Linked DNA regions of Mus musculus: region 2 is linked to region 1. The links are chromatin contacts, called in public Hi-C maps. All regions are on one chromosome and are shown on one strand. The core of a region is the stretch at or near the end of the contact, and the rest is flanking DNA. Distances in the headings are between cores, read along the strand shown.

Region 1 (6,758 bases), core at 1,271-3,770:
ATACCAATGTACTGGGAACGTGGGCTTTATAATAACATCCATTTTATGTGTCACACTTTAAACACTTAAAAATGTAAAACAGGTTTAGTATGATGATCATCTGAATACTTAAAATACCAGGGCACACAATCCAGTGAGCCCCAAAGCGGAGTTTGAGCGGCTGCCACAAACTCTAAGCCACACACTACCTGGACCTGTAAGCCCACCCCAGCACCAAGCAGACCAGTTAAGTCTACCGCTGAACTGGAAAAATGCTGCTTCCGTGAGTCACATGCTCAGGATGGGAACTGACAGCTCTGCAGCCATCCATGATGAAGTGCAAGGGTAGGAGTTCACCGTGTAAGGGGCTAGGCTGGGATCCTAGTGCTACCGCTTGTTAGTGACCAACCATGCCGTTTAGCTTCCTGAGCCCTGACTGCTTTTCTAGCTCTGATTTTGTGGTACTATTGATTCAATCCAGGGTCTTTCATATGCTAGGCAAGTTTTCTATCTTTGAGCTACATCCCAGCCTAAGTCTGTTTACTAATTCCCAGACATTTAGTAGTTGCATAGCAGAAATGGCAACATATAGATAAAAAGAAAGTGAAACTTACTGGCACTTGAAAGCAGGGCTTGCTGGGGACTGCACCGGCACTCTGGGGATGCTAACCACTGGGCACATCCAATCCAGCACACCACTTGGGAACCAGGACTCGGGTCATCTTGTCACATAAAGTTGCTTTAATTTGAGGAGCTTTGTTGAAAAGTTAAAGTTGGGCTCCTTTAAAAATGGTTGTATCCCTACTGTATCACAGTGGATGAAAATCTCCAAACCGCTATTTTTGAAATTTGGATTTTGTTCTGGGACATAGAAGATTGGAAATGAGTATCTAATACTATCTGTTGAGGACAACCAAGAACTTCAAAGACACGAGTTCCGAGTCTAGTTCCTGTTGGCCTTTATTGAAATTGCTTGCTTTGACATACCTTGTGGACTAAGGACAAAAATACAAGATACTAATACCACTAGTAATTAGCACTTCACTTAAGGCGCTATACACTATTCTAAGTGATTATCCTCATGTTATAAGTAGGGAACAAAAAACACAATTATTACAGAGGCTGGACTCCTACTTTTACAGCCTGGCTACAAGCACTTAGCTAACTGCTCTCTCTGTATTTCTGAGTGTTAGTAAGTACTCTCACCACTTTACAGGACTGTTAAGTTAAAAAGAAAACTGTATAAAGTTAAAAAAAAAAGTGCAGCAGCTCTAATGCTGACAATTACATAACTTTCACAAATCTGATTATGTTTGACTTATAGGGCCTCATATCTGCTCTTTGTCACCAAGAAAAGCTGGAATCCGGTAAGTAGCTAACCACTGTCACACAGAGTATAGCAACTTAGATAAAATAAATTTATGTGAAAGTTTACTCTTGGGATGGGAAGGAGTAAGCTATCCCAACAACTTTAACATCAGTGACAGCAAAACGTCACATATTTTAGGATACCTTTTACACCGGTTCCAGATTTTTGCCTGCCGACTGCCTAACCACGTGCGTGCCGAGATCTAACCGGGTGAGTCAACAGTGAGCAGCATTTACCTGACAGCGAAAAGGATTCCCTAACTAAGCAGTTTCCCAACTACGAGAGAAAAAAAAAAAATCACCAGGACCTACATCATATGCCCTACTCTATTTCACTGTACCTCCGCTGAGAAAGAAGGGAACTTAGAAATGGAAAAGAGTTTGTGGGACGACGAATCCCACAACCTAGAGGCAGAAGGGAACACGTGTTGAACACGCATCCGAGCCGAGGGAAGGGGCTCCCGGAAGGAACTTAACCTAGACGTGCGCATTCCAAGTGCCCAAAGCAAAACCAATACCGGGGTCCGGGATGCGGAAGCGCGAGACGGTCCTAAAGTGCGCACCGGGTAGCTCTGATGGGGACCCAGGCCTGGGAAGTCTGAGGCCGCCCCCCGGGGGAGCAGAGGCTTCGATGAACATGGCGGCCCAGAAGCAGCCGGGGTGCAGACCTCGTGGAGACCGCGGGATCGGGCCGCACCCTCCCGCAGCCCCCCTCGGGCCAGGCCGCACTTTGCAGCCGCGGCGCCGGCCCAAGCGCGCCGCCGGCCCGGCTCCGCGCCTCCTCTCTCCCGGGACGCCCCGGGCCACGCGCGCCAGGGGTGCCACGCGCCTCGCCGCCCGGCCCGGGATGCCGCAGCCCGGCAGGAGGTCCCCGTCCCCGTCGCCGTCCCCGCTCATCCTACCTTGGCCTGCAGCCGTGCTGGCGCCCAGGCCAGGCAGGTGCAGGTACCGCTGAGGTGCGCGGAAGGCACGTACTCCTGGTGCAGCCGGTTGTTGGCGGTCTCCCATACTCGCAGCTGACCGTCACTAGAGGCTAAAGCGAAGTAGGCTTGACTGTCCGGCGAGAAGGCGCAGGGGACCCCCGCCGGGGCCAAGGGGTCGTAGCTACCGCCGCCTCCGGCCGCCATTGCTGCTCTGGCTCCGCGGCAGCCACGTGTTCGCCCGGGCGCAGGCGCACCGGCGCGGGGTGGGGCCTGCAGGGAGGAAGTGGGGCGGAGGGAACGCTGAGAGCCCAAGAAGTGGCTGGTCGTGACGCAGGCCAGCGTTTAGCCGGGCCCACCCTGTGGACGGTGGCTCAGTGGGGTCCTTCTTAACTTGTCCTGCGAAGGAAGCGCGAGGGGAAGTGATTTGCATACTACCGAGCCAGATCCTTCTTTTAAAACTACGTCCTATGAAACAACTAGACGAAATGTTTAAAAGAAATATTTACTTACATCTCCGAGATTGTAACAGCTGTTTCCATGTTTCTTTAGTCTCTTCGAGGACGTGGCCATGTACGTACAATAATTATCCAATCATAGTTCTATCAAAGTTAGAGTTGGGGCTTGAAGAAACAAGATGCCTCTTTTATCTGTGTTAACACACAGAGATACTATTGGACAAGAGAGGAGGTCAAGTTGGGTGTAAATAAAGAATCCGGGCGGTGGTGCCTCACGCCTTTAATCCCAGCACTTGGGAGGCAGAGGCAGGCGGATTTTTGAGTTCGAGGCCAGCCTGGTCTACAGAGTGAGTTCCAGGACAGCCAGGGCTATACAGAGAAACCCTGTCTCAAAAAACAAAAAACAACACACACACACACACACACACACACACAAAAGAAAAAAAAAAAAAAAGAAAAGAGAAACCAAACATATATTCCCATCTGGATGTGTGCCTTTTAATCCCAGCACTCTATCTGAGGCAGACGCAGGCACGGTCTAGAAACTGAATTCTATAACATCGAGGACTATAGGGAAACTGTCTCCAAAAGATAAATGATAGATAGATAGAAGAAATTTTTTCCTTATTTTATTGGTTCTTTTTTTTTAATTATTGGTTATTTTGTTTATTTAAATTTCAAATGTTACCCCCCCCCCGGGTTTCCTCTCCTAGAACCCCCATCCTACCCACCTCCCCCAGGCTGCTTCCTCACCCACATGCACACTCCCGCCCCACCACTCTAGCATTCCCCTACGCCGGGGCATCATGTCTTCACAGGACCAAGGGCCTCCACTCCCTTTGACGACAAACAAGGCCATCCTCTGCTACATATGCAGCTGGAGCCATGGGTCCCTCCTGTGTACTCTTTGGTTGATGGTTTAGTCTCTGGGAGCTCTGATGGTACTGGTTGGTTGATGTTGTTCTTCCAATGGGGCTGCAAGAGCCTCTCAGGAGACATCCATATCAGGCTCCTATCAGCAAGCACTTCCTGGCATCAGCAATAGTATTTAGGTTTGGTGGCTGTATATGGGATGGATCTCCAGGTGGGGCAGTCTCTGGAAGGCCTTTCCTTTAGTCTCTGCTCCACTCTTTGTCCATGTATTTCCTTTAAACAGGAGCAATTCTGGGTTAAAATTTTGAGAAGGGTTAATGGCCCCATCTCTCAACCAGGGACCGTGCCTAACCTCTGGATACAGGTTCTCTCTCCCCTTTGTTGGGTAATTCAGCTAAAGTCATCCCCCTTGGGTCCTGTAAACCTCTTGCTTTCCTAGCGTCTGGGACTTTCTGTTAGCTACCCATCCCCGTTGCTACATGCCTATGTTCAATTTCCTTACCCTCTATAGATCTCCCCTGCTCCTCCCACACCTGTTCCTGCACCCCCCCTCTTTTCCTCTTCCCCTCCTACATTCCTCCCAAGTCTCACTCACCCTCTACCTCCCATGATTATTTTGTTCCCCCTTCTAAGTAGGACTGAAGCATCCACACTTTGGTCTTCGTTCTTCTTGACCTTCATATGGTCTGTAAGTCATATCATGGGTATTCTGGGCTTTTTTCCTAATATCCACTTATCAATGAGTATATACCATGTGTGTTCTTTTGTGACTGTGTTACCTCACTCAGGGTGATATTTTCTAGTTCCAATCATTTGCCTGTGAATTTCATGAAGTCATTGTTTTTTAATGGCTGAGTAGTACTCCATTGTGTAAATGTACCATATTTTCTGTATCTTTTCCTCTCTTGAGGAACAACTGGGTTGTTTCCAGTTTCTTCTGGCTATAATAAATAAGGCTGCTATGAACATAGTGGAGCATATGTCCTTGTTATACGTTGGAGCATTTTTTGGGTATATGCCCAGGAGTGGTATAGCTGGGTCCTCAGGTAGTACTATTATTGAAAGACTCCGAGAGGAGCCCCTCGCTCAGGCCTCGGGACAATAGCGGACACATAAGAACTCACAAGAGAACAAACTTGATGCAAACCACATTAGGCTTTATTTGGGGAAAGCCAGAGCTCTGGGGACGACTCATATCCCACACAGGGGTAGAGGAGTCACCTCCACGGGAAAGAGGTCCCAGTTTTTATAGGCCCTCAGGGGAGAAAGGAAAAGGGAGAGTAGGAGATTTCCAGATCTAAACAATGTCTATCAATGGGTATGGGAGGGGTACAAGGAAAGAGTCTGGTGCAGGTGTAACAACTCCGGATTGGCCTGGCTGTGGTTGCTGGGGGAGATTTTTCCGACTCTTCCCCAGCAGCCAATATCACAAACACCTGGCAATGGGCTTCATCAGTGGGCACACACATGGGTTCAAAGAACAGTCAAAACATTGGCAGACACACGGGTTCAAGGAGTGGCCAGAGCATTGTGCACCTCTATTTTTCTAAATCAGTGAAGCTAGTTCTGCTAGCAATGAAATCTATCTTGCCAATTTCAGGGCTTCTGTGACCTTTTACATTCTGTCAGGATCTTTCACTATGTCCAATTTTCTGAGGAACTGCCAGACTGATTTCCAGAGTGGTTGTACCAACTTGCAATCCCACCAGCAATGAAGGAGTCTTCCTCTTTCTCCACATCCTCGACAGCATCTGCTGACACCTGAGTTTTTCTTATCTTAGCCATTCTCACTGGTAAGAGGTGGAATCTCGGGGTCATTTTGATTTGCATTTCCCTGATGACTAAGGATGTTGAACATTTCTTTAAATGCTTCTCAGCTATGTGTGATTCTTCAGCTGAGAATTCTGTTTAGCTCTGTACCCCTATTTTTTAATTGGGTTATTTGGTTCTTTGGAGTCTAATGTCTTGAGTTCTTTGTATATATTGGATATTAGCCTTCTATCAGATGTAGGGTTGGTAAAGATCTTTTCCCAAATGGTGGGTTGCTGTTTTGTCCTATTGACGGCGTCCTTTGCCTTACAGAAGCTTTGCAATTTTATGAGGTCCCATTTGTTGATTCTTGATCTTAGGGAATAAGCCATTGGTGTTCTGTTTAGCAAAATGTCCCCTGTGCCCGTATGTTCGAGACTTCTCCCCACTCTCTCTTCTATTAGATTCAGTGGATCTGGTTTTATATGGCGGTTCCTGAACCATGCGGACAAACAGAAGTATTGGTTACTTTCCTCCCTCCAGCAGAGCTTTCCACCCTCCCTTCTCTGGGAAGCTACAGTGAAGGTCTGAAAGACCTCCGATACAAAGTAAGAGTCCATCGTTAGGAAGCCCAACCTCCGATACAATGTAAGTGTCCATCTAGGAAGCCTAACCTCTGATACAATATAAGAGTCCATCATGTTAGCAAGTCCGTCCTCCATAACCTCACACTCACTGCCTCCCCTTTGATTTCTTGCCTTCAGTTTAGCATGTTCCTCATTTCCTCCACTTTCTGGCATCACAGTTCCTTGGGGCTTTTTTTCTTCCTCCATAAAGCTTAGCCACCATTCACGTGCTAGTGGTCAAATGTTTGTATGCCTCCAAACTTTGTCTCCCACCGCCCCCGAACTTAAATTTTCAATTCCGTATTCAGCATCTCCACATGGATATAGTGGTGAATTGAATAGTGTCACCAAAAAGCACGCGTCTGAGTTCTAATGCTGTTAACTGTAGGTGTGGCCTTAGGCTTTGCATATGTAATCTGGTTAAGAATCTCAAAATAATTTTATCTGAAGTAGTTCCTAAACCCAGTGACTAGCAGCCTTCTAAGGAAAAAAACAAAACAAAACAAACAAACAAACAAAAAAAAAAACAGATGCCTGGCAGTGGTGGTGCACGCCTTTAATCCCAGCACTTGGGAGGCAGAGGCAGTTAGATTTCAAGAGTTCAAGGCCAGCCTGGTCTACAAAGTGAGTTCCAGGACAGCCAGGGCTACACAGAGAAACCCTGTCTCAAAAAAAAAAAAAAAAAAAAAGGAAAACAACAACAAATCAGATGAACATTTACATGGGGGTTAGAGAGATGCACAATGAGTGTGAAGACAGCCAAAAACTGAATTCTAAACACACAA
Region 2 (7,313 bases), core at 3,597-6,096, 8.6 Mb before region 1:
CCCACACGCTCGGATTATAAGCATATGCTGCCACACCTGGCTATTTATTAACTTATAGCAGAATTTCTAGGGTCTACATCAAAGAAAGCCAATGGTCTTTAATAGTGTTTCTCTAAGTACGGTCAACAGGCAGTTACAAACAAAGTTTCCACAAATAGTAAGTCCTATCTCTAAGGATCAGTGTCTCTCATGGAGAAACCTTCAGGTTTACATTGTTCACGTCATCCTAAACAATTTTTAAACATAAGTTATTATGTAAATTTTCTTGTTTTAGTTTTTGTTTTTGTTTTTGTTTTTTTTTTTTTGAGACAGGGTTTCTCTGTGTAGCCCTGGCTGTCCTGGAACTCACTCTGTAGACCAGATCTGCCTGGGTCTGCTTCCCAAGTGCTGGGATTAAAGGCATGAGCCACCACTGCCTGGATTATGTAAAATAATTTAAAGAGTTTTACTTGAAAAGACTCCAAGAATTGTCCTGTTTTAAACTACACACACTTCACCCCTGGACTATCCCTGGCTTCACCGTTCTCTCCTTCCGAAATGGTGGAGAATAAATTATCGAATCCCAAGCCTAAAATAATCTCTGTGTAGTTGGAACACCAGTCAGCTCCAGCCCTGCTCATCAGTATTCTTCGGAGAAGGAAGAACATGATTGGCTAAGGGCATCAAGATTCCTTACTTTTAAGTTTTTAATGTAACAAGGTATTCCTCAGAAAACCTGGCATTCCCTGGGTTTTAAACTCCTAACCATCATCTACATTCATTTTCCTTCTTCCTGGTTTTACTATCACATTCCTACTTCCCCACCCTACCCCTACCTAGTCTTCTATGCAGCTGGGGCTGTCTTCAAACCCAGGATTCTCCTGACCCAGCCGGCTACATGCTGGAATTACAAGCATGTGCTACCATGCCCTGTGTGTTGAAAGGTGGCAAAGCACTCAGAGCTCTCTCGTATCGTTCTACCTTCATACTTTAGTATTGTTTGCAGTGTATGTAGCATGCAGCTAATGAGGTCATTCATATATGTGTGTGTGTGTGTGTGTGTGTGTGTGTGTGTGTGTGTGTGTGTGTATTCTTTGGATTTTCAAGACAGGGTTTCTCTGTGTAGCCCTGGCTGTCCTGGAACTCACTTTGTAGACCAGGCTGGCCTCGAACTCAGAAATCCGCCTACTTCTGTCTCCCGAGTGCTGGAATTAAAGGTGTGCGCCACCACCCCCAGCTTCATTTTTTATAATATGACAGAATTATACATTCCAAAAACCTTTCCTCTCCAGAATTTCTAAAAGCATTCTGGGAGATCTGATGATCGTGGTTTACAGAAAAATAATGAAAGGATGTAGTTGAGCATGGACATTTAGAGCAACCTGCAGGGAATATGTACATGTGTAAGTATATCATACACAAATACACATTAAAAGATCACTGTTAGAGATTTTTTTCCTGAGGGGTTGTAGACATTGGCTGTCCTAGAACTCACTACGTATACCAACCAGACTGGCCTCTAACTCATAGATATCTGCCTGTCTCTGCTTCCCAAGTGCTGGAATTAAAAACATGTGCTTCCACCACCCAGCAAGATTATTTCTTTGTGTTAAAAAGAAGAGAGACAGATGCACAAAACGTTTAAATGGATTGTCTTATTGTAGAATTTTCCTCATCTGACATAAAGGTGACAATAATTTAAGAACAAATTTAAAACAGTGAAGAAAACAAGATTTAAAAGTGAGCTTTCACTGGGCAGTGGTGGCGCACGCCTTTAATCCCTGCACTTGGGAGGCAGAGGCAGGTGAATTTCTGAGTTCGAGGCCAGCCTGGTCTACAGAGTGAGTTCCAGGACAGCCAGGGCTACACAGAGAAACCCTGTCTTGAAAAAGCAGAAAGAAAAAGTAAACTTTCTCCTTGTCTCCTGCATGCATGCCTCAGGCACTAGGTAAAACCACCATTACATATATAGTCAACTTTTTCTCAGAACACTGGAAGATGGATGTAGGAAGAGCTTACAGCAAGATCCTGTTTCAATAAACAAACACCACCAACAAAAAACAACTGTTCAACTCTTTTCATTTAATAAATGAAGATAAATTTTAAAAATTGGGCTGGGCAGTGGTGGCACACGCCTGTAATCCCAGCACTTGGGAGGCAGAGGCAGGTGGATTTCTGAGTTCAAGACCAGCCTGGTCTACAGAGTGAGTTCCAGGATAGCCAGAACTGCGCAGAGAAACCCTGTCTCAAAAAACCAAACCAAACAAAACAAAAAAATTGATGTAAAAAGATTATGAATACTCTGCCTTCCTTTTTTTGTTGTTCTAAATTCAAAGATAGGGTTTTTCCTATGCAGATCATAGGATTATAATACTATAATACTATGTAACCCAGGCTGGCCTCTAATTATTTTCCTGTCTTAGCCATAACCCCCAACTTTAATGTGGTAATAGCCAAGATTTTTTTTTAGATTTATTTATTTATTTATTTATTTATTTATTATATGTAAGTACACTGTAGCTGTCTTCAGACACTCCAGAAGAGGGAGTCATATCTCAGGATCGGATGGTTGTGAGCCACCATGTGGTTGCTGGGATTTGAACTCCTGACCTTCGGAAGAGCAGTCGGGTGCTCTTACCCACTGAGCCATCTCACCAGCCCCCAATAGCCAAGATTTAACAACTGTGGCATAATAATAATCACTCAATAGCTTATATTAGCAAATGTTAGAATATGTGTTGACCCAAGTAGATTCATTTAAACTCAAATCTAGAGGCTGGGCATGGTGGCATACACATTTAATCCCAGCACTCAAGAGACAGAGGCAGGTGGGTCTCTCTGAGTTCCAGGCTAGCCTGGTGTACCGAGAGAATTCCAAGATAGCTAGGGCTACTCAGAAAGACTCCAATCTTGAAAAACAAACAAACAAAATCCCAAACAAACAAAAAAGTGGAATTAGACTTTATAGAATTGCTATTCCTTCAGAGAGAATACAAATGTTTATAATTATTGCTCAATGCCTTTCAGAGAGAAGCAGATTAGAAGAATATTTCTCTAGCATGAAAAAAAGCTCTGGGTTGTATACATAGTGAATCTGTGGGAGGCCTGGACTGCAGAAGTTCCTGTGGCAAGCAAACACAGGAAGATTGAGGCAGAACAATATACTGTGTAGTAAGACTGAGGCAGAACAATATACTTCACTGTGTAGAGTTTCTATTTTCTTGCCAGAGATTTTTGTTGAGACACTATAATTTTAAATATTTGAAAATCAACATACATATAAATTAGTAGTACTTAAGAGTCTTTGCTTTTAAAAAGGGGGGGAGGGGCTAGAGATATGGCTCAGCAGTTAAGAGCACTGACTGCTCTTCCAGAGGTCCTGAGTTCAATTCCCAGCAACCACATGGTGACTCACAACCATCTATAAGGTATCTGATGCCCTCTTCTGGTGTGTCTGAAGACAGCCACGGTGTACTCGTATAAATAACAAATGAATCTTTTTTTTTTTTTTAAAAGAGTCTCATGCTTTATTGACCAAGAAGGACTCCTTTAGAGAAAGCACTCCACACCTGAATCCACACACAGCAAATGAAAACGGAGATGAAATACACGTACCTAGGAACTTCCTCTTTTATGTGTAAAATTTCCAACCCTTGAGTATTCCAAGTAGTTACGATGTAATGTTTTTTGTTTTTTGTTTTTTGTTTTTTTTGGTTTGTTTGTTTTTTGCTGGTTGATAAAAAGAACTTGGGCTGGTGAGATGGCTCAGTGGGTAAGAACACTGACTGCTCTTCCTAAGGTCATCCCTGAGTTCAAATGATGAGTTCAAATCCCTGCAACCATATGGTGGCTCACAACCACCGGTAATGAGATCTGACTCCCTCTTCTGGAGTGTCTGAAGTCAGCTACAGTGTACTCACATATAATAAATAAATAAATCTTAAAAAAAAAAGAACTTAGCTCTCTTTTTAGAGTTGAATTTTGGCAAATGCAGAATTCAAAGGCAGATTTTAAGCAACTCAGGGAGACTGATACGTATTGAGTGGCTGAGCTGTAAGGTTTTAAGTAAAAATTCACACACAACTTTTAAAAAATCCAAAGCACTAGAAGGGAAAAATAAATTTGTGCTTCAGATGCAAGAATTGTCTCGGCTCAGTATGCTTGCAAACTTTTACAGTTTTGCCACAACTTTAACATTGCCAGAACCCCTTCTCCACAACCCTATCCCTTTGTTTCAGCAAACCCCCAAGTACTCAGATCAAACTAACAAATTAGTGACTCAGTGCAAAAAGGAGAGGTATTATGCAGACTCCCCGGGGGAAGTCATCCCTTTTGAGGCCCGTGATGCAATAACCATTAGACATAACTGTGGAGTAAGGGTTATTTTCACACTGGTCTTAGTTTAATTACCTCTGTTGAGCCTTAAAGATCACTGAACACAGACTAGGCCAGGTACCCCAAAGGTGGCGACCGGGACAGCAGCGGTTAAATTTTACGGACTTTCACAGAACGGTCTAGTGTACCTGTACTTAGGTTACGGTCGCTGTCAGTTCCTAGATTAAAATGAAGAGGTAAAAGGGTTGGGAGAGGTTAGGAGGACCCACAGGGTTCAGGAAAGGGGAAGGGGAGGGGAGGGAGCAGGAGACCGCCGGAAGGCCACAGGTTTATGGGCAAGATCCCGGCGTTCCCATGGAAACGTATCCCTCCGCTCCGCTCGCAGAGTCTCGCTCTAAGTTCCCTCCGCCCCGCCTCTAGGCTGTTTCCGCCCAGCTTCTTTGTGCCGCGCAGAACGTTGACACAACGCATGCGCAGAAAAAAAGAATCCCCGCCCGCCGCCTATATAAGCGCGACTCCGGCCTCTTCCTTGTAGTGCCGCCGGGATTGCAGGCAGAGGAGGTTGCGCAGCCGCTTCCGTGCTACTCGCGCTGTGAGCATTCCAAGCTAGAGCCGAGTACACGGGCCGGCCATCATGTCACGCTACGGGCGGTATGGAGGAGGTAAGCGGCCAGGGCCCCAGGGGAGGACGGTGCTGCCCGCCGACCGAGCAGAGCGGGGCCGCAGGGGCGGCGCGGCGGTTAGAGACGGTTATTCCGCGTGCGTAATGGCGGCTCCTGCGCACGCTGTACGAAGCCCGAGGCCGCGGGGGCGGGGAGGAGGAGGGCGAGCGGGACTGGAGGGCATGTGTGCCGCTTAGGGCCCGGGCGCTTGGCGCCTTTTGGTCTCTCCTGGACAGGCCGAAGCCTGGCGGGGTCGCCGTGGTGGCGTTGGCCATTTCTCCGCGCTGCCGCCCGCCTCCACCACCCCACCCCCCGCCCTCGGCGGCGGCGGCGGCTGCCATTTTGAGCACATTGATGACCGTGGTGGCGCATTTCCTCAGCGCTTTCCCGCCACTGGAGCCGGGGAGTGATGATGGGCGTTAAGATTCGGGTTGGGCTGGAGACGGAACGAAACCGGCAGCTGCGAGCTGCGCGTCGTCCAACAATTGGTCGGCATGAGGAGTAGCGCGAGGGGAAGACCGCTGCAAGCGGCGACGGCTTTTTTTCTCTCTCTTTTTTTTTCCTTCGCCGTTTCGAGCGTGGCTTCTGGCTCTGGGGCGGGGACTCGGGTGAGCCTGCGCCTGCTGTGGAAGCCGGGAACTGGCTCGGCCCTGATCCTCGCTGTAGACCTCTCCGCAGGCCGGGCCGCCGGAGCCCGCGCGCTGTTGTGCCCGAGGCTGCGGGGACTCGGGGGGCGGGGCGGGCCCGAGCCGGGCCCCACCTCCACCCCGCACGCCTCAAGTCTACCATGCTCCCGCTGCAGTCTCCCAGGGTTTCCTTCCTATAAGAGCGCCAGAACTTGGTCGCAGGTCTGGCTTTCCAGTCTTTCACGCTGTAAGATTTAGTACTTGGTGAAGACCTCTAAATAAAGGGAGCCAGACCTGGTGGTGCACTAGCTGCCTCAGGGAGGTTGAGGCCTGAGAGTCGTTTGAGCGATGTATAGCTAACATAGTTGTAGGGTGGCTCCGAGTAGATCACTTAGCTGGCTCAGAGTCTCCAAAACAAAACGTGTACGTTGCACAGCTCTTTAAGGATGGTCTGTTTTAAAGAAATGAATTCCCTATCACACGTTGAATAACATTTGTTCTGTTTACATTTTTTAAACAGAAACCAAGGTATATGTTGGTAACCTGGGAACTGGTGCTGGTAAAGGAGAGTTAGAAAGGGCATTCAGTTACTATGGGCCCTTAAGAACTGTGTGGATTGCCAGAAATCCTCCAGGATTCGCCTTTGTGGAATTTGAAGACCCTAGAGATGCAGAGGATGCAGTTCGAGGATTGGATGGGAAGTAAGTGGGTTGTTTTTCAAATTTCTTTAAAATATTCCCTCGGGCTGGATAAGTAATCTCGGTGCTAATCATAGACTCTCTGGGGGTGGACCTTATTTTTGATAGTGTCTCTGGCCTATGTTGACCTGGAACTCACCATATAGCTCCGGTGGTGGTTGGAGCCCTCATTCTGTCAGCCTCTCACATGCCTTACCCTTCAGGCACTGGATAACTTAAGATTTAGGACTAAAGGTGGAATTGGCGGGGTTTTGTAAACAAAAGACTAACCGTGTAGAGAGAATGAGCAGTTGACATTTTTTTAATAAATTAATTTTTATTAGATATTTTCTTTATATACATAGCAGTTGATATTTTTAAATCTAGAAGTCACATGTGTATTCTAACATTAGCATTTTCTTATGTTTTGTAGAGTGATTTGTGGTTCTCGAGTGAGGGTTGAACTATCAACAGGCATGCCTCGGAGATCTCGTTTTGATAGGCCACCTGCCCGTCGTCCCTTTGATCCTAATGATAGATGCTATGAGTGTGGTGAAAAGGGACATTATGCTTATGACTGTCATCGCTATAGCCGACGAAGAAGAAGCAGGTATTTAATTAATGAAGGAATGGTTGGTATTCTAGTTAATCAAAGTAATTCTTTTATTAGCAAGGCAGAAACTAGTGTTTTTCTATAAACTTGAATGTTAATTGTACAGGTGTATTTTACAATTTTTGTTTAATTAAAAATGTTACTATATTAATAATCAACCTGGTCAAAACCTTTCAGGTTTCTTCGTTTGAGTCAGTCGCCTTGATTCAGAATGTCACGAGCCTTATGATATCATGCTGAGGCGCCTTGCAAATCCGACAATTAAGATCCTCCTAGACCTTGAGGTGATCAGCATAAGAGGCCAGATCCCCTCGAGTCATCTACACCTAGCTTCACCTTATTCTTTAAAGGGCAGAAAATTTGAGTCGGTGATCGCCGTAACAGTAAATTTGGCTTACAATTGGGGCCCCCTCCGCTTTAG

Evidence for each region. Hi-C and Micro-C count contacts between places; a contact is called where the count stands out from the background.
Region 2: a contact with region 1 is called in a Hi-C map of B cells, with 5 read pairs. The contact joins the promoter of Srsf7 here to the promoter of Wdr43 in region 1. A contact is called at or near these places in 1 of 39 promoter capture datasets (cranial neural crest) and 1 of 484 Hi-C or Micro-C datasets (B cells).

What each region holds. Positions count from the first base shown.
Region 1 is chr17:71,611,977-71,618,734 of GRCm38.p6, reverse strand. Wdr43 (WD repeat domain 43) reads right to left here and starts at 2,520. Exons shown (of 18, transcript NM_175639.1): 1 at 2,250-2,520. The coding sequence starts at 2,474. Gm30091 (a long non-coding RNA gene) reads left to right here and starts at 5,351. Exons shown (of 3, transcript XR_385737.3): 1 at 5,351-5,391; 2 at 5,812-5,995.
Region 2 is chr17:80,204,838-80,212,150 of GRCm38.p6, reverse strand. Srsf7 (serine and arginine-rich splicing factor 7) reads left to right here and starts at 4,846. Exons shown (of 8, transcript NM_146083.2): 1 at 4,846-4,976; 2 at 6,123-6,303; 3 at 6,713-6,889. The coding sequence starts at 4,949. It also overlaps a transcript of Gemin6 not described here.